2 separate regions of the Zea mays genome follow, and region 2 is linked to region 1. Evidence: chromatin contacts called from public Hi-C data. All regions are on one chromosome and are shown on one strand. Each heading gives the region's core, a stretch centred on a gene start, on an enhancer-like site or on the middle of the called end of the contact. The rest is flanking DNA. Distances are from core to core; before and after follow the strand shown.

Region 1 (6,621 bases), core at 224-2,723:
AAAAAGAACCAAGCTTAATCTTTATTTTATTTTATTAGGAGTAAAAAGAACTAAGTTTGAGGTAATTTTTAGAAAAATTTGAGCCTAAGAAATATCTAACATTGGACTTGCCTACAAAATTTTAGCTAAACTTTTGTTACAGAAGGAAATATAGTACAGAATTAAAAATATCCTAGAAACGCAAGAGGTTTCCCTATACAACAAGTTATGTACTAATTATAAGATTGTTCTTTTCCAAAAATATGACAAAAGGTTCATGCTATATTTTTATTTTGGTAAAAAAACCAAGATCCAGGTTTTGAGATGAAACCGAGCTCGAAAACCGACTAGTACACCATTGGACTTGTTTATGAAAATTTTAGCTGAACTTTTATTACAAGAGTAGATTTAGTACTAAATTAAAATATTCTACAAACACAAGGTGTTTCCCTGTACGAAAATTCTAGTAGCTAAACCTTCGTTACAAGAGAAAATATAGTGTTGAATTAAAAAATATCCTAGAAACCCGAGAGGTTTCCCTATACAACAAATTATGTACTAATTCTGCAAAAGATTGTTTTTTTCCAAAACTATGACAAAAGCTTCGTGGTAGATTTTTAATATGAGTAAAAAAGAACCAAGTTTGATACAGGTTTTGAGACGAAACCAAGCCCGAAAACAGTCTAATATGCCATTGGACTTGTTTATGAAAATGTTAGCTAAACTTTTATTACAAGAGTAGAATCAGTACTAAATTAAAATATTCTACAAACACAAGGTGTTTCCCTATACGATAAATCTTTAAAAGATTATTTTTCCAAAAACAATGGTAGGAGCTCTGTCATAGTTTGTTGATTTGAAGTAAAAAAACCAAGCTTGATCCATATTTTGAGATGAATTTGATCCCCATAACCAGGCCATCAATGCATCTTAAGACTCGTTTATGAAATGTTAGCAAAACCTTTATTACAAGAACAAGTATATAGCACTAAAATTAAAATATATTACAAACGCAAGGGGTCTTCCTATGTGACAAATAATGTACTAAATCTGTAAAGGGTTGTTTTTCTGAAAACAATGGTAGAAGCTTCGTCATAGTTTTAAATTAGGAGTAAAATGGAACCAAGCTTGATCTAGGTTTTAAGAAGAAACCAAACCCGAAATCAAGCTAAAACGTCATCTGACTTGTTTAAGAAATGTTATCCAACCTTTATTACACATAAGAGCAAATGTACTACTCCTTCAGTTCTTTTTTATTTATCGTTGTTTAGTTCAAAAATGAACTAGTGAGCGACAAATATTCGAGAACAGAAGTAATACTAAATTGAAAATATCCTACAAAACACATACGTAAGAGTAGATATAGCAGTAAATTTACAATATACAACAGACATAAGGGGCTTTAGTGCAAATATTCCATGGACGTGAAAACTCGTCCTTGTTGGCTGCGAGATTCTATCACTCCTCCCTCGTCTCCAGTTTTTTCCCTCGTCTGCTATAAATGGAGCTCACCTTCCACGACCTCTGGCAGTTCCCATCCGCCGCCCGCGCACTTGTTCCTTCCGGCACAGCACACAGGACACCGTAGACAGATTCATCGCGACGATGGGGCTGGACGTCGTGGAGATCGGGATGGGCGCCGATTTGAGCCTGGATCTGAGGCACTTCGCCTCCAAGGCCGTGCGGCAGAGCAAGGACTACGCGCCGGCGCCGGCGCCGGACATGGACGCCTGCATCCGCCGCCTCGAGGAGGAGCGGGGCAAGATCGAGATGTTCAAGCGGGAGCTGCCGCTCTGCGCGCGCCTCCTCGCAGACGGTGAGCACGCACGCACCTACCTCTTCCCCTATTCTTTCCCCACCTGTGATTCATTTTCCTCTTGCTTCTTTTTCCATTTTTGGGATGCGTTTTTTTTATGCGGCGATGCGTTGGCGTGTGCGCAGTGATCGATGTGATGAAGGAGGAAGCGGGGAAGGCGGTGGCGGAGGAGGACGGCGCCGCCGGGGACAAGAGCAAGTGGATGAGCACGGCGCAGCTCTGGACGGGCGATTGCGGCCGCGAGGACGCGGAACCAGAGGTACGGCACGATTCGGGCGTCGTTTCGATCCGTGAACTCTGAGCACGTTGGTGGACGGTGGTGGGCGGCGGACTAAAAGTTTGGAGCTTTGCGATCGCAGAAGCAAGACAAGGAGAGGAGCTCGCCTGAGGCCAGGTCTCGCGCCGCCGGCGGCGCTTTCTTGCCGCTCAAGGCTGCCGTGGGCTCCGGCGCGCCGGCGTTCGCGCCGCTCGGCTTGAGAATGGACGACAAGGCCGCCGCGCGCGCCGGGATGCCCGACCTGTGCTTGCTGTCGCCGCCGGCGACCAAGAGCGCCGCCGAGGAGAGCCGACGCCAGGTGGTGGGGTTTGCGCAGGCGGCGACGAGGGCGGCCGCCGCCACGGCGCCAGCTGCCCCTTCGCTTAGCGTTGGCGTCCAGTCCCCGTCGCAGCAGGCGAGGAAGGCTCGGCGTTGCTGGTCCACGGAGCTGCATCGCCAGTTCGTCGCCGCCTTGAACCAGCTCGGTGGCCCCCAAGGTGAGCCTTGCTCTTCAGATGCAAATTATTTCTTGCCGGTTTTGGGCGGCCTGCAGCGTGTTCTTACCTACTTGCTTGCCTGCCGTATTAGATACGTAGAGTTGGAATTAACGAGTTCATTCATGTCTGATTGTCTGCACTGCAGTTGCCACCCCAAAGCAGATCAGGGAGCTGATGAAGGTGGACGGCCTCACAAACGACGAAGTGAAAAGCCACCTTCAGGTTAGCAATCCAGCAGCAGCTTCCCCTTGACATGACATGACATGCATCCATCTCATTCTCATCTCCGGGAGATGACGATTCAATTCACTGCCCTTGTTTAATTTGTTGTGAAATAAATAAAAAAAAAAGAGGATGCTGACATGGATCTGTCTGATGATGGTGTTGGTTCTTCAGAAATACCGGCTGCACAACCGGAGGGCGCCAGGGTCCGGCGTGGTGAGCCAGCCCATCGTGCTGGTGGGAGGGCTGTGGATTCCGCAGGAGCAAAGCAGCTCGCAGTCCGGGTCTCCCCACGGCCCGCTCCACTTCTCCACCTCAGGCATCGCAGTCTCGTCGGCGGCCACCGTCAGCTGCGAGGAGGAAGACGGACGGTCCGAGAGCTATGGCTGGAAATGATGGAGAGGCTGCTGCTGCTGCTGCTGCTGAGAGGGGAGCTGCAGCCTCAGGAACGGGAATCATCAGGAGGGAAACTGAGAGTAGTGTAGCTGTCTGTACACATACATAGTTACATTACATTACATACAGGGAGTGAGGGAGATCGGGCCTTGAGCGCTCGAGACCAAACTGATGCTTCGGGTTTGTACATCCCAAAGAGATGAGATGATACAGTTTTGCGGCTAATCCATGTTTCGGGCTTTTTTGTCACCATCTTCAGTTCTTCTTTTCGTTGAATAAAATGTGTGTCGAGGAATGAACAGTCCATTTAAGATTTTGCATGTGCAGCAGTAGTAATAAAAAAAATGTTTTTGCTGTTGGTCACCGAATGAACAGTCCAGCTGCTGAAATGTTGCAGAGTTCTAGCATTGAATAGAAACTTTGGATGCTGTCCTCGGAACTTGGGGCCGGGTGGTCCAGGCTGAAATCCTGATAACGATTAACCAACCAACATGTCGTTCATTATCCTGTTCCCCATCATCAACAGCACGTTTCTGTACTGTACTCTGTAGTCTGTACCAGTAGCAGCATGCAGGCCTCCTTCATCTGCTGAACTGAACTGACAGCAGAATGCTAAAGAAGACACGGGCACGGCAGCAGCCTTTCTGTTCATCTGCTGCCCCCAACCGTCCGCACAGTCGCACGCCAAGAACCTCACCGTTGCCGACGGCGGGCGTTCTTGGCATGCAGATGCAGGCCTCCTTCCTCTGCGACTCCCCCGTGCTGCAAGCGGCAAGCCTGCATGCAGTGCACGCTGCCGGGGGTGGCGGCATTAACAACTCCGGCGTCCCTATCGCTGGCTGGCGGTCAGAGTAATCTTTGTGTAGTGGCAACTGGGTCCTGCCTGCGTGCTCTTATCCACAGCGGAGCCGGAGGAGGATATTCTCCAGGCATTCTTCTGTCTCCTTCAGCGTGCGCCTACTTTGAACTTGTCTCTGTCTCTGTGTGTCTGTCACTCACCCTGAAAGAGAGAAGATAAGAGAGAGAAAGAGTGAAAGGCGGCTCGGTCCATGCATTAGCGTCTCATCAGTCCTTGGACAACTTATGTTATGTTGTTAGGTATAGTTCCTCGCATGATCATTTAAAGTTTGTCTAGTCAAGCTATAACTTTTTTTTAAAAAAAAACAACAGCTAGTTGTTGTGAGATATGAGCAGCTACAAAGCTTCTGTGTACGAATACGAATGGACACCACATGTCATTCACGGTTCACTCGACCAAGTCTCCTCTCTCACTGACACATGGAGCCACTCGTCATTTTCTTCCTTATTTCCCTCCTACTGACCAGTGTTCACCATTTCGTTTTTTTACCAAAGTTTGACTTTTGAATTTGGAACCGAAATTTATTAAAAAAAAACCAGAACAAATTCACATCTCGGTCAGCAGTGAAAACGGAAAATTTCACCAAATTTCAGTGTTCCCCGACGAGAAAGAAAACCCTGCGACTAACAAGCACACGCCGCTGCACAAATATATGGTTCTTAAGCCTCTTGTGAAGGTCTTGGTCCTCTAATTAATGAAAAAAAACATACATAATTCAATAATGAGCCGTTTGGTTCCTTATTAGGCAAACATTAATTAAGCTAATATGGTTTATATGAAATATATTTGCACTATTATTAGCAATATTTGAAAGATATTTATATGCTACAAGCGAAGAGCGCCTTATAAATTGCAGTCTTGCAGAGTAGAAACATATTTCGGTACAAAGAATTATTTCTCATACTTCACCCATGAATCTAAGATAGTCTTATATCTGAGTTTTGGAAAGTGTTGGAATGCCAAATTCCAAGCTAAATAGACTATTTTATTATATAAATTATAATTCCTCTAGAATGAATAGATCCAAATGGTCCCTAAGGATAATACGGTAGCAGTATGCTGCATCTTAGATGGTGTTTGGTTTGCCGAAATGTAACATAAACGGATTACTTAGGGTAATGGATATTAATAGTTTTGTTTGGTTGAGCTCTTTTTAGTAATACTATGTACTACTATCTAATCCAATTATAACTAGTAACCTTATCACTGATAAGAGATCACATTACCATTTCCTTAACAACGTTTGAACCAAACAGCACCTTAAGTATAACGATTGACAAACTCTATGATAGTAGATAAATATAAAGAGTGTAAGAGAGCTCATGAAAGCTATCGAACATAAAGATAGAGCCTCTGATGCTGGACATGAATGCTACTGAGCGTTATCACGACTATAAGATGGTTAGCATCCGATTTAAAAAAAAGTTCCTCTTAAAAATGATTTAGATAAAAATATAATACTACATTCGTTCTCGAATATTGGTCAGCTGCTAGTTCATTTTTATCTAAAACACGTCAAATATAAAAAAAATAGAGTAAGTATATGAGAACATGTTCCTCTTAGTGGACAAGGAAATAGAGGGGATCTACCCTCTATTTCCATGTCCACCAAACGAACCCTAAAAGAAAATGGGAACAATTCTAGCACCCAGTAATCATTGGGTAAAACATACTTCCTCAGTCTCAAAATAGTAGTCATTTTAGCTCTTGTTTTTTATGTCCATATTTAAATGGATGAAGATGAACCTAAATAAATATATTTAAAACACATATGTTAAGTATTGTATGAATCTAGTAATGAACTAAAACGAATTTTAATTTTAGACAGAGGGAGTATACATGAAAACATAATCATAATTATGGCTCAAGGACTGAGTTACCACATCACAAGAGACATTAAGTGCAAAAATCAGGTGAATTATTCAGCAATGCATTTATGCGTACACGACAGGATTGGACGACACAAGTCAGGGTGCTACATCAAATTCATGCTGCAATCTTACAGCCCCAGACGATGAATCAATACAATGCTCTGAAACCAAGAAGCCCACAATTCAGCTGAAACCAAGAGGGAAGCTGCAATCCCTGTCCGTAAAAAGCATGGTGTTAACAACAGAAACATATGCAACTCTGTATCGGTAATAATTAAGAAAAGTGGATCCGATGCAAAATATCACTATAATGCAAAACGTCAAATGTGAGGCCCAAGTCACTGCAAAGCAACATCAGCATGTAGAATAGAGATAATAAGTTTAGAATCTAGCGATTGCAAAGCCACATCAATATGTAGAGTAGAGACAATTTAGAATCTGTTGACTTGGTATAAACATAACAAAGGATCCATACTCACAGAAACTAAAGAAGAAGATACACTTCAATCAAGTGACTTCTGGATGAATGACTCAGGGCCATGACCAAGCAGTATGCTATCATTAGAAAAAGAAAAAAGAAAGCATTTATCTACAACAGAAGATAAATTGTTAGATCACGGTGGTCAGCCTTCAAACCAACTCCGACCGTTCAGCAAGTAACAATGCCTCAAGTTCCTCTCTCCGTTTCTCCAACTCCTGAAACACCATACGAATTGAGAAAATGA
Region 2 (6,491 bases), core at 697-3,196, 260 kb after region 1:
CCCACCAGTGTGTTATGAACTCCCCTCCATTTGCCAGTGCCTCGATGTGCTCCTTCACATTCTCCGATGGCGCGATGTAGAGCAACATCTCTGACCAGAAATCCGCGAGCACCTTCCAACACCTGTCACACTCCATCTCCTCGAGCTGCCTCGCCAGCTTCACCCCCCTCCGGAGGATGGATAATTCTGTTTCTGTTGATTCAGGCAAGCTTCTCAAGGCTTCATACCCGTCTTCCACTCCCCGCAGAAACTGCGCGGCCTCCACTGCGACTGCATCAAACACAAGGCTAGAGTCATAGTGGTTCCCAGGAAGCAACTTTGGTGCTGAGACCACCAGGTACGCACAGTACTTGGACAGTATGGTGGCGACGTCAAGGTGCGACTTGAGTGCTCCTCCAACTCTAGGAGAAAGACATTCCAATGTGTGTCTGATTCTCCTTGTCCAGGTAGCAATTGGTGCCTGCTGGGTCTGAGAGGAGCATATTGTGCCTGCAAGCCCACAAGAGGTCAGGCACCTCATTGCACACTAACGACGACTCTCCATTCGCTAGGACACCCTGTGTGCGCTGGAGGGAATGGACAACTGCCTTCTTTATTTCTACTGGTATCTTGATAGCTGCAGGTTTCACATGTACCTTGCGGATACGTTGTGCGTGAACACTATCTTTGTTTGTGTCACAGAGGTACCCAAAGTCTGGAGCCACTACAAGACTGCAATATCGACGAATAAAAGCTACCAGTTGCCTTTCGGAAGTTATTTATTTCCTACGGTTTGTTATAAAAGCTGTAGGAAGTTAAAAAACCGTAGGAAGTGTATGTTTTTGGTGTAGTGTCTAACGCTACCTCGGGGTTTGAAGTTGTGCTTAAATTTGTAAATTTTGTATTTCGCCTATTCACCCCTTCTAGGTAATTTTCACGTATTCTACCTCTTCACCAATCATATGCAGCACCGGCGCACGAAGCATGTGGAGATGGACCTCCACTTTGTCCTCGAGCGTGCCACTGTCGACAATGTCCGTGCTCTGCGTGTCCCGACAAATTCGTAGTTTGCCGACATCTTTACTGAGGGGCTCCCATCCATATTGTTGTCAGAGTTTCGATCTAGTCTCATATTTGTACAAAATAGAGTTGTGACTGCAGGGATGTTAGTGTATTATGTGCGTTACATGGGCCTTGGCCCATATACTTTGCCATATATTAATATATCTCCTGCCTAATTAGGGTTAGGGTTTCACTCTCGAACGGTGCATATTTGATTTTGTGTTTTAGAGCTCATCAGACAGAATGCCAATGCTACCCCAACGTTTGATATATAATCAAATGAACACTGCAGAACAAAATGGACCGCATGTTTAACTTCATGAGTAAAAAAAGGTCTGGAGCAATGTTTTAAACCACCTAGCTTCAGTATTAACTCCTATCAAAGATAGACATGTTCCAAACAATAGAGTTGGTGGTCTCACAGACAGAGCTATCACACACTTCTGTAACACAGTTACAGAACTGAATGGCGTCGTTTCATTCAAGAGAAAGAAACACAGGAAACGGTAGTTTCAAGAAAGAGGCATATGCAAGCACAAGAAGAAATTTAAATTCCGAAACTGTAGCAAGAAAGCAGCTTCCCTCATCACGATCAATTATTGCAGAAGAACATAATCGTTTCTTTTTCTTAGAGGGCAAACAAGATCGAGATGTAATTTCCTCTGGTCAGTCACAGCTACATACCGTGCAGTTAGCCATCCCCGGGATGGGTCGACGAACTGATCTCCCTTCCTACCTACCTCCTAAAGCCCTGTGTGCTCCAGATAGCAATGTGCTCTCTGGCTTCGTAAAGGACACACTTTATACAAGCGCCTACTGCAGCAGACACAAAGTCAAGTCAGCTGCTCCAAGGGTGTTATTTGGATCCTATAGCAAGCACAGGGGCGAAGCTACTTTGTTTGTAGAAACGTCCCTATCTTCTTCTATAGAAAAATGGTTCCCACTGGATGGATCCTAGCAAGCAGTGGCGAATCTGGCACATGACGTTTAGTCTCCTGAGCTAAACGGCAAGCGCGGAGTCGTTTTCAGTGAAATGGTGGTGCCGGATTCTCTGAGCAAACATTTTTCTTGGATTGGAGGTGGGATGGAATTTATTCTTGTGTGGTGCCAGATTTTCAGAAATTTACTGCTGAAACAAAGAGACCCCAAGTCTAAGTATTCATTCTCCTAACAATTGCTATAAAGAGCTAGTCGAATCACAAGATGTGCATGCATTTTTAAATCTAATGATCGAGTATATATAAAAGGAAGCTTATATTAATTTTTGTAAATGAAACAACAATCGAAGATCATAGCATCTAGTAGCTAGATCCCGAGTACACATCATTCAAGTCAAGATGCAAGCAAAAGCCAAAAGGAACAGGGAATTAAAAGAGCAGCTAAATTAAGCTAGCTAGCTACTAGCATGTGATTCCTGCGCACATATCACGAGGCACGCAAGCTTCGAAATCGCTGCCATCGCCGGGCACCAGCGTGCAGACGTTGTTATCAGGATCACAGCAGCGTCCTACAGGACCATGAAAAGGGAAAAGACCGCATCCGGTGCAGCAACTGCCAATAATCATGGGTGGCAAGCAGTCGTCCTCCTCCTGCTGCAGAAGCTTTCTGATCACCGCCGTGGGCGTGGGCGGAGCCAGATGGACGGCGGCCGCCGATGACAGGATCGTCACGACCATAACCACAGCCGCCACAGCCTTATTACCTACAGCCATCGTATCTCTCTATATATCTCGTTTCTTTGCCTGCTTTTGCTGGCTAGCTGGTTCCTCTCCATGCACTGCTCTAATAAGCTACTTTATATATAACCACCCCTGATCTATGCATGTACGATCAACTTGTCCAGCGACCAAGGGAATCTGATTAACATCTCGTAATAATACAATACAATATTAATACAATACAATACAATATAATACAGTAGTATGAGTACGTATTATGGTGATGATCTGAACATGCATGCATGTTCTGTTAGCCTGCTGTCTGTCTACTACAGACGCTGACTTATACATGGCCCTTTCGTGTGGTTCAAGAGGCAAACAATGCACGCACCCACATGATGAAACAAAAAAACAACACAACAAAGGCATGATTATTGACGCAATAAATTATATAGCTTAAGAAAACAGGCAATAAATGATTATTACTAGGCAACGAAATAAATTTTGACAATGATGACAATACATAAGAGTTCCTTGCTTGCTTGTTCGGATGCTAGTTTTTTTGTAGGAGGCACTATTCCCTTTTTGTATAGTCGAGGGAGTACGTAACTGGGTCACTGCATTAGGCTAGAGCAGGCCATTTGAGTAAGAAATTCGGCCTTTTGTATGACTCAGCCCACTAGCCCAGCCCCGGCAAAGCCTCACATCCATCCGGAGGGCGCAGCCCGTCGCTCCTTCTCGCCGGTCGCCGCCGCCCCCCTCTCATCGTCCAAGGCTGCCTCCATGCACGCCGCCGCCGCCATGCCCTCCCGCTGCTGGTCCAGACTCCAAAGCCCTCACTCCTCCCGAGCGAACACCCAACTCACCCCTCGATTGCTGTCTGTCCTGTTTCTGTTTGGAATGCCGCTTCTTTGGCTGCTTCCATTCCATGGCGGAAAAATCGCAGCCTTTCTGGATTTGCATCGGTTATCTCTTTGCCTGTGCGGGTGGAGCTAAGCTGCCCACGTCCTGCACGCTGTCCCCGTCTCCCCGACGGATACGCCCAGCCCAGTCGACGACAGGGGAGCAACACAACAGTGATGTAGATGGATTCAGATTCAGTGATGCAGGAAGCTTCTCCTGAATTACTAGACATGTAGACATGATGACAATTCGAGTAATCAACTTGAGTGTCGGTAATAGTCGCTGGCTCCAAGGTTGTCGACTTGTCGTGGTCAGTTTCACCGAATAGATCTGCCCAATCTAGACTTGCTAGGATTCAAATAGGAGTTTAGTTTGCTAGTATTTCTCTACTGATTAATCAATTGAGTTTTATTTGATAATTCCTTTCTTATTTCCACACAATGGTGCCAAAACTAAACAACGAAAATCTTGCTTTCTAGGTGAATGGTACAAAGGCACATCCCTATCGTCTTGGCATACCCTTGGAGCAGCTGACTTGACTTTGTGTGTCTGCTGCACTAGGTGCTTGTATAAAGTGTGTCCTTTACGAAGCCAGAGGGCACATGTCATCTGCCTTATCTGGAGCACACTTAGGCTTTAGGGGGAGGGAGGAAGGGATATCAGTTCGTCGATCCATCCAGGGGATGGCTAACTACACGGTATGAAGCTTCGACTGACCAAAGGGAATTACATCTCTTGTTTGCCCTCTATGAAATTAAAAATAAAAAAAAACGATTATGTTCTCCTGCAATAATTGATGCTTTCTTGCCATGGTTGCTCTTGCTAGAGTTTCAGAATTTAAATCTCTTCTTGTGCTTGCTTATGCCCCACTGCCCCATCATTTTGGTTTATAGGAGCTTGTGTAGTTGTGTATTACCTTACCGCACATCCACCCATTGCAGGCCTATTGCATCGCTTTGAAGGCTAAGGATCATCATGATCTCAGGGATATGCATAGCTTATCAGCTTGTGCAAAGTACCTTTGGAGCACTTCTAGGGCAACAGTGATCCGCAATGAGGTACTTGTCGTATTGTCTGCCATCAGCCTGTTGTTCATGACCACCTTTGGGCCCTTGCGCCGCCGGAGCAGAAACTCGTTTGTACAGAATGGTTTCATGGTTGCATACACTTTGTCCTCGTCCCTGATATCATACACACTTGGTTCAATGTACTCATCTGCAGTAAAGAGCAGCATGTATCCCATTTGGGCCTCATCCCTGTATCTCCTCTTTTGTTCTGCGGACTCTATTACATCTTATTGTCTCAATGGCAACAATCAACAAAAGGAACAGCTTATTTTGTTTCTTCTTTTCCAAATATATGTCAGCCAAATAACTAATGGATCTGATTCTAATGGCTCTCTAGTTTTTTCGGTAGCTGCTTTTAAATTTATGGAACGATTCTGGGCATACCAGCTGGCCACCGGATCATGGAATTTGAACAAAATGGTTGCTGACTACATGTATGAGGAACAATCCAGAAGTGGCTCATCTTATGATCCAACCAGCATGAAAGGTTATCATTACTTAGTTGATTGGCCCTTGGATGAGTCAAAACTGGAAGCAAGGATGTCATATGCAAAGGAATTAACAGTGGATGATGCACAGATCATTGACATAGAGAGGATATTTATGTGCAGTGAACTAAGCTCCGAGCTGAAGGATGTATGCCTTTCCTTCTCTCTTTTTCTTCTGCTGAGAAGGCGCTTCTTTGGGTTTGTCTGCGTTGAAGCTTCACAGCGAAAGACACATGATTTTGTCTTCAAGGGGGTTTTGTCAAAGAATCAGGACGGAACCCTCAATTACGACAGGATCTTCAGGTTGATTGAGGTTGAGTTAGCTTTTATGTATGATTTCTTCTTCACCAAGTATGCTGTTCTTTACTATGGATCTAAAAAGGTTTCAGCAATTTGGTCCCTGGCATCAGCCAGCTTCATGTCTGTGACAATCTACAAGCTGATAGAAAGTGTTCTTTCTAACCAGAATCGGTCTGAATTCGTGGGCACAACAACATCTGATGTTACAACAACATCTGATGTTGTTGTAACAATACTGATAGTAGCATGCATTGTTTTGCTTGAGTTTATCCAAGTATTACTTTTTTTTAGCACCATTTGGTGCAGAGTATCATTTGTTTGCCATTATGTTCGAGAACAAGCAACGAACACAAGGAGAGGCTTCTGCATGAAACTGTTTCAAAAGTTCTGCTGCATGAGATTCAGGGAGATTATTCTTAACATGGCTATTGGTATCACCAGGTCAAGGTCAAGCGAATACTACTACCAAAATAAACTTGGGCAATACTCCTTGCTTGAATCAGTGATTAGTTGCAAGTACAAGCAGAGTCCACGTAAGGTATGGTTTCACAGGTTTATGCATCGATATTGTAGTCTTATAGTGGCTCCAGACTTTGGGTACCTTTGTAATACAAACAAAGACTTTATTCACGCACAACGTATCCGCAAGAAACATGTGAAACCTGCAGCTATCAAGATACCAGTAGAAGTAAAAAAGGCAGTTGTCCATTCCCTCCAGCGTACACAGGGTGTCCTAGCGAATGGAGAATCGTCATTAGTGTACAATGAGGTGCATGACCTCTTATGGGCTTGCAGGCACAATATGCTCTCAGACCCAGGCACCAACTGTTACCTGGACAAGGAGAATCAGACACACATCATTTTGACTTGGCACATTGCAACGTGTTACTGCGAGGTGCAAACATTGAAATGCCTTTATCCTAGAGTTGGGGGGGCACTCAAGTTACATCTTGACATCGCAACCATACTGTCAAAGTACTGTGCATACCTGGTGGTCTCAGCACCGAAGTTGCTTCCTGGGAACTACTATGATT

Evidence for each region. A called contact is a pair of places that touch in the nucleus more often than the background predicts.
Region 2: a contact with region 1 is called in a Hi-C map of leaf, with 3 times the contacts expected there. The contact joins the promoter of LOC103648291 here to the promoter of LOC100283628 in region 1. A contact is called at or near these places in 2 of 25 Hi-C or Micro-C datasets (leaf and tassel).

What each region holds. Positions count from the first base shown.
Region 1 is chr2:241,927,899-241,934,519 of Zm-B73-REFERENCE-NAM-5.0, forward strand. It overlaps LOC100283628, which reads left to right and starts at 1,474. Exons shown (of 5, transcript NM_001156529.2): 1 at 1,474-1,795; 2 at 1,921-2,054; 3 at 2,155-2,548; 4 at 2,694-2,770; 5 at 2,945-3,456. The coding sequence starts at 1,585. The coding sequence ends at 3,166. LOC100272789 reads right to left here. Exons shown (of 5, transcript NM_001147242.2): 5 at 5,925-6,621.
Region 2 is chr2:242,188,964-242,195,454 of Zm-B73-REFERENCE-NAM-5.0, forward strand. It overlaps LOC103648291, which reads right to left and starts at 1,947. Exons shown (of 9, transcript XM_035965601.1): 1 at 1,726-1,947; 2 at 351-489; 3 at 1-270. It overlaps LOC103648290, which reads left to right and starts at 3,136. Exons shown (of 5, transcript XM_035965603.1): 1 at 3,136-4,300; 2 at 4,544-6,491. The coding sequence starts at 4,205.